Regions from separate parts of the Sus scrofa genome. Here region 2 is linked to region 1. The links are chromatin contacts, called in public targeted proximity ligation maps. All regions are on one chromosome and are shown on one strand. The core of a region is the stretch at or near the end of the contact, and the rest is flanking DNA. Distances in the headings are between cores, read along the strand shown.

The links.
Region 2: a contact with region 1 is called in a targeted proximity ligation map of alveolar macrophages. A contact is called at or near these places in 1 of 47 Hi-C or Micro-C datasets (embryonic fibroblasts) and 1 of 2 datasets of targeted methods (alveolar macrophages).

Annotation. Positions count from the first base shown.
Region 1 is chr3:43,688,662-43,691,476 of Sscrofa11.1, forward strand. No RefSeq gene overlaps it. Among named protein-coding and RNA genes, the nearest start is that of IL1B, 20 kb to the left of the region's middle.
Region 2 is chr3:43,881,435-43,884,249 of Sscrofa11.1, forward strand. No RefSeq gene overlaps it. Among named protein-coding and RNA genes, the nearest start is that of SLC20A1, 22 kb to the left of the region's middle.

The DNA.
Region 1 (2,815 bases), core at 125-2,624:
TTGTTTATCCATCCAGTATATAATAGTTTGAGTCTGCTCATCCCAAAGTACCAATCCTTCCCTCCCCAATTCTCCACCCCCTTGGTCATCTCAAGTCTGTTCTCTATGTCTATGAGTCAGCTTCCGTTTTGTAGATAGGTTCATTTGTGTCATATTTTAGATTCCACATATAAGTGATAACATATGGTATTTGTCTTTCTCTGTCTGACTTACTTCTCTTAGTGTGATAATGTCTAGTTCCATCCATGTTGTTTTTATAAAAGGATTTTGGATACTAATTTAAACATAGAAGTAATGCTTATCCTCGCAGATCGAATGTGTGAAAGAGGAGAATAAACCAAGCAAAGATAACTTATTAGATTTTTTAAAAATAGTAACTGGATGAATCTATGTGCCATTTACTGAGGAAGACCAGGAGAGGAATGGATTTGAAGTGGGTGGTGAGCCAAGGGTTCTCATTTAAGCATGTTTCATTTGAGACACCTATTAGATATTCAAAGGAAGACATCAGAGTCAGATATACAAGTCTGAAGCTCAGAGAAAACACACAGGCTGGAGATCTAAACTTGGGAATGGACAGAAAACAGAAGATAAATGAAGCACAGGATGAAATTAGACCTCCTGAGAAGAAGGCAAACCCAGAGCTGAGTCTGGGACATGCCAACATTGAGAGGTAGGAGAGGAAAGACTAGCGCAGGTGATAGAAAAGGGCAGCTGTGGCAGAGGAAAAGTAATAGTGAAACCAGGAAAATTAGGTGTCACAGAAACCAAAGCAAGGAAGTATTTCAAAAACAAGGGAGTGGCCACCTGTGTCCAGGGCTGCTGAGGGATAGGGGCAGATGAGGACAGAGAAGTGGCTACTAGATGGAGATCAATGGTTGGCTTCAGCCTGAGAGTCTTAGTAGATTGACAGATATAGAAACCCTGCTGCAACAGGGGATTAGAAAGGATAAAAGTACAGGATGAAGAAAGGATATAAGTACAACCTCTGGGAAAGAACAAAGAAGTGGGGTGGTGGCTGGAACAAGACACGGGGTCAAGGGAGGATTTCTTCACAAGGGAGACACTTGAGGAGACACCTCGGAGAGAACTGGATGGTATCAGTGAGAGAAGGGTCCAGTGGGGGCTAAAAGCCAGAGTTCAAGATAAGGGTTGTCCCTAGAGACATCTCTCCCACTGCAATAGAAGCCAAGGCAGGTAGATTCAGTATTTCAGTGGGAAGATAAGAGAGTTCCCATCCAATTACCTTTGCTATTTCAATAAAGTGCAAGATGACTATCATCGATGTGATGTGGGAGTGGGTTAAGGTGAAGCCACTTCTCCCTCCTCTTCAGCCTTCTCCCCTTTACCCTACTCAATACAGTCATACTCAGTGCCCTGAACTTTTCCTTCCTCTTCGTGCCTGGTCCTCCTGATCTGCTCTGATTCACCAAGCTCTCTCCTCTGAGTAAGATGTCTATGTTTTTAAAACAAAGCATCGGAAAAGAACACATTAGTCCCTGCAAAATGCTTCTCTCTTACAGATGCATCTCAGCCTGGTAAGGGAATTTTGTCCCTCCAGAGATGGTAGAAAGGCCTTAACCTTGAATGCAATACCACAGCTATTCACACGGACAAATGACAAATGACATATGAGACTCTGGCACGTAACTCTCCAGGTTCCAATCCAGCTGCATTACTCACATTTAACCACAGACCCTCCATCCACAGAAAGTGAGCTTTGGGTTCTCTGCCCCAAAGAGGAGAGGGATGCCCCAGAACCATTTATAGTCCTAACCAACTCCCCAAGGTGGCAGGTAGGGATTCAAATACAGTCTGTAGAAGGTCTACACCCTGGACATCCAACTCTGTTTATTGCTATAATTTGAAGAAATGCAACCAAGATACCCACACTTCTTCCTTCCCCAATAATGAAATCAGGGATGCCGCATCTGCCCTCCCAGGGAAAGGTAAAACAGGCCTCCAAGCCAACTCTGGGTGGAGGCTCATGTCTGAAAAATGAATTCTTTTACCCACAGCTATTTTTTTTTTCCATCAATAGAAATACTTATGGACTGAGCTGGCAAATGAGAGCCTGAGAAACGTGCGGGGAAATTCTGCCCCTTGCTACTGCTACTGCTACAGCTATTGAGTAATCACTCTGAATGCATTTTGTCTCTCCCAGGACTCTGCCTCCGCTTCCTTGGGAATTCCCCCAGAGCAGGGTGTTTGCAATAGCCTTGATGTCTTGTTACTTATTTCTAAGGCTGGAAATGGAATATTTTGTGGAACTTCCTTTGCAAGAGGAAATGATGACCTTTAAACTTTCATCCAAAGAAAAGGAAGTAAAGGCTATAATAAGATCCCTTCAGTGGATACCATCCAGCAAGGCTAAGGATCTCTTGCCTACGGAGTCACCTCAGCAAAGTCCGTGAAAGACAGCTGGGCAATGGATCCACGGTTGTCCAGGACCTAAACCCAGCAGCCTTCCTCCTTCTACCCACCCTCCACTCTAAGACTAGTATGAAGACCCCTCTGGAGTTCCCTGGTGCCCTAGGGGTTAAGAATCCAGTGTTGTCACTACTGTGGCTCAGGTTACAGCTGTGGCACAGGTTCCATCCCTGGCCTAGTACTTCCACATGCTGTGTACATGACCAAAAAAAAAAAAAAAAAAAAAAAAAGATTCCTCTATAAGAACTTCATAGGCTCTACTTAAGCCTATTTCCCTAGCTTGTCTCAGGATGTCCCTCTACTCCTTTACTCATCAGCCACTTCCCCCTGCCCCCCCACCCCCCGCCACCATGAGGAATGAACTTTCTATCTGGTCACCAAAAAA
Region 2 (2,815 bases), core at 92-2,591, 190 kb after region 1:
TTCAAAACAGCATATTTTACAGCCTCCTGGGGCATTCTGTTTCCCCCCCGGGGCTGCACCCACATCATATGAAGTTTCCCAGGCTATGAGTCTAGTGGAGGGTATAGCTGTAGGCCCACAGCACAGCCACAGCAAAGCAGGATCTGAGCCACGTCTGTGACCTACCCACAGCTCACAGCAATGATGGATCCTTAACCCACTGAGAGATGTCAGGGATCGAACCCACAACCTCATGGTTCCTAGTCGGATTCGTTTTGGCTGTGCCACAACAGGAATTCCTCAAATGATATTCTTAAGACCATATTCTTTTGAGCGTGGATTCTCAGGGCCTGGTCATCTTTGTTCTTCTGCTTGGGAGGTGTTACATTGTCCAACCAACAAGGCAGTGGGGTTAGTTGGTGCTAATCCTCAAGGGATTAGTCATGGTGAGAAGCAGCTGAGCTCTTCACTGGACTGGCTCTATGCTAAATAGCCTCAGGCCCCAGAGGTGTCTCTAGGGCTGGTAATGGGGCCAGAGCCTCATTCCCACTACTTGAGAGTTCCTGCTGCTGAAGTGAAAGCTTTGTGCCATAATGAAGCATCCCCAGGGAGCCCATCATATCCTGCCCATTCTCCTGGAGAGGGCAGCAATGCCAGACTGCCCGAGTCAAAATATAAGATTGGATTTGTAAAATACTATGCTCCGTGGGTTTGCTTGCGAAGCCTGGACAAGTTCATGGGGCATCCTTGTGTCCCTCACTCGTGATGGGAAAACAGCCATTTATGCTTCTAATCCTTATTCCCTGGCGAGATCTGAGGAATCAAGGTTGAAAGGCTCTGGAGTTCCCATGTGGCTCAGTGGTTAATGAATCTGACTAGGAACCATGAGGTTTCGGGTTCGATCCCTGACCTTGCTCAGTGGGTTAAGGATCTGGCATAGCCGTGAGCTGTGGTGTAGGTCAAAGACATGGCTTGGATCCCACATTGCTGTGACTCTGGTGTAGGTGGGGGGCTACAGCTCTGATTAGACCCCTAACCTGGGAACCTGCATATGCTGTGAGAGCGGCTCTAGAAAAGGCAAAAAGACAAAAAAAAAAAAAAAATGGTTGAAAGGCTCTGGGGTCCTTCTCTGCAGGACCTCATTTCAAGGAGAGAGGAAAAAAAAAAAAAAAACCAAACCCTGGGTAAATAAAAGCGCCAGCCACAGGGAGGTGGCTGGAGGAAGTGGACGCCACAGCTGAAGGTTATTCATTGGAAAAAGCAGTGGGAGGAGAGGATTCTGTCTCGGAGTCAGGCTGTCCGAGAGTCAGCTCCAAGGCTGTGAGTCACCACGAGGAAAAGGAGTGCCCTGTATTCCAGAGGAGGCTGCTTTCTCCAAACAGGAGATTGGTGGCCAAGGAAGGAAATGAAGCAATCCAGGACGAATCAGCAGCCTCAGGGCAGGCTGAGCTGGAAGCCCAAGGCATCCACAATTATTGTAGCTTGATATTGACCCTGTGCCTCCAAGGTACAAACAACAGAAAGCAACCAGATTCTGCTGAGAAAGGGGGCTGGGCACTGCCTTGGGCAAATAGTTTCCCCTCTCCACACCTGTTTCTCACTGTAAAGTGAAGGGGAGACCTGGCAGCCAGCATCCCAACCCAGCCCAGGGCCATGTTTTATTTTACTCACAATTAGAAAAACGATTGAGGAGTTCTCATCTTGGCTCAGCAGGTTAAGAACTCGACAAGTATCCATGAAGATAAGGGTTCAATCCCTGACCTTGCTCAGTGGGTTAAGGATCTGGCATTGCCATGAGCTGTGGTGTAGGTACCAGACACAGCTCGGATCCCTCATTGCTGGCAGTGGTAGTTCCGATTTGACCCCTAGCCTGGGAACTTCCATATGTCACAGGTGCAGCTATAAAAAGAAAAAAGTAAAAAGAAAAACAACTGAACATAGGTGGTTTTGCCCAAGGCAAGGCTCTCCAGCTCACCCATCACGCACTGTCATTCCCTATAACCTCGCCCTAAGTCAGCTTCACAAACAGGCTCCCTGCCTACCTCTGGAGTTATTTGAAAGGGCAACTCCCGGACAAACAGCTCCCGAGTCCCTTCTAGCTCAGGGGCTTTAGGATTCAATGCCTCAGAAAACAGACTTTTTGTGTTTTTTTTTTTTTTTTTGTCTTTTTGCCTTTTCTAGGGCCGCTCCCTGAGGCAGATGGAGGTTCCCAGGCTAGGGGTCGAATCAGAGCCGCAGCCACCGGCCTACACCAGAGCCACAGTTGACGCGGGATCCGAGCAGTGTCTGCAACCTACACCATAGCTCACAGCAATGCTGCATCCTTAACCCACTGAGCAAGGCCAGGGATCAAACCTACAACCTCATGGTTCCTACTCGGATTCGTTAACCACTGCGCCACAACGGGAACTCCCAGAAAACAGATTTTTGAGGAGGGAGCAGAAACGGGGCAAGCAGGCTGTCCTGGGATGAGGAGGAAGTGATCTGATCCTTTCGTCCCGTCTTCCTGGAGAGGGCGAGCATGGCAGTGCACCAAGACTGCGCCTACGCCAGACAGAAGCGATACGAGAGAATTCAAAACAGCATATTTTACAGCCTCCTGGGGCATTCTGTTTCCCCCCCGCGGCTGCTGACACCAGCACGTGGGCATCACTGGGCAGTAAGGGGGTTAGGTACCCCCATCTGTCCGTCTTCCTAAGCAGGTAGCTGGGATCACAGTGCCCGGGCTCTGGCTGCCCCCTGCTGGGCAAGCACAAAAGCTTCTTCCCAAGGGAAGGGGACACCCCTCTTCCTGCAGTGCCCCCATTAGGAACGTGGAAAAGCTCTTCCGCTTTTC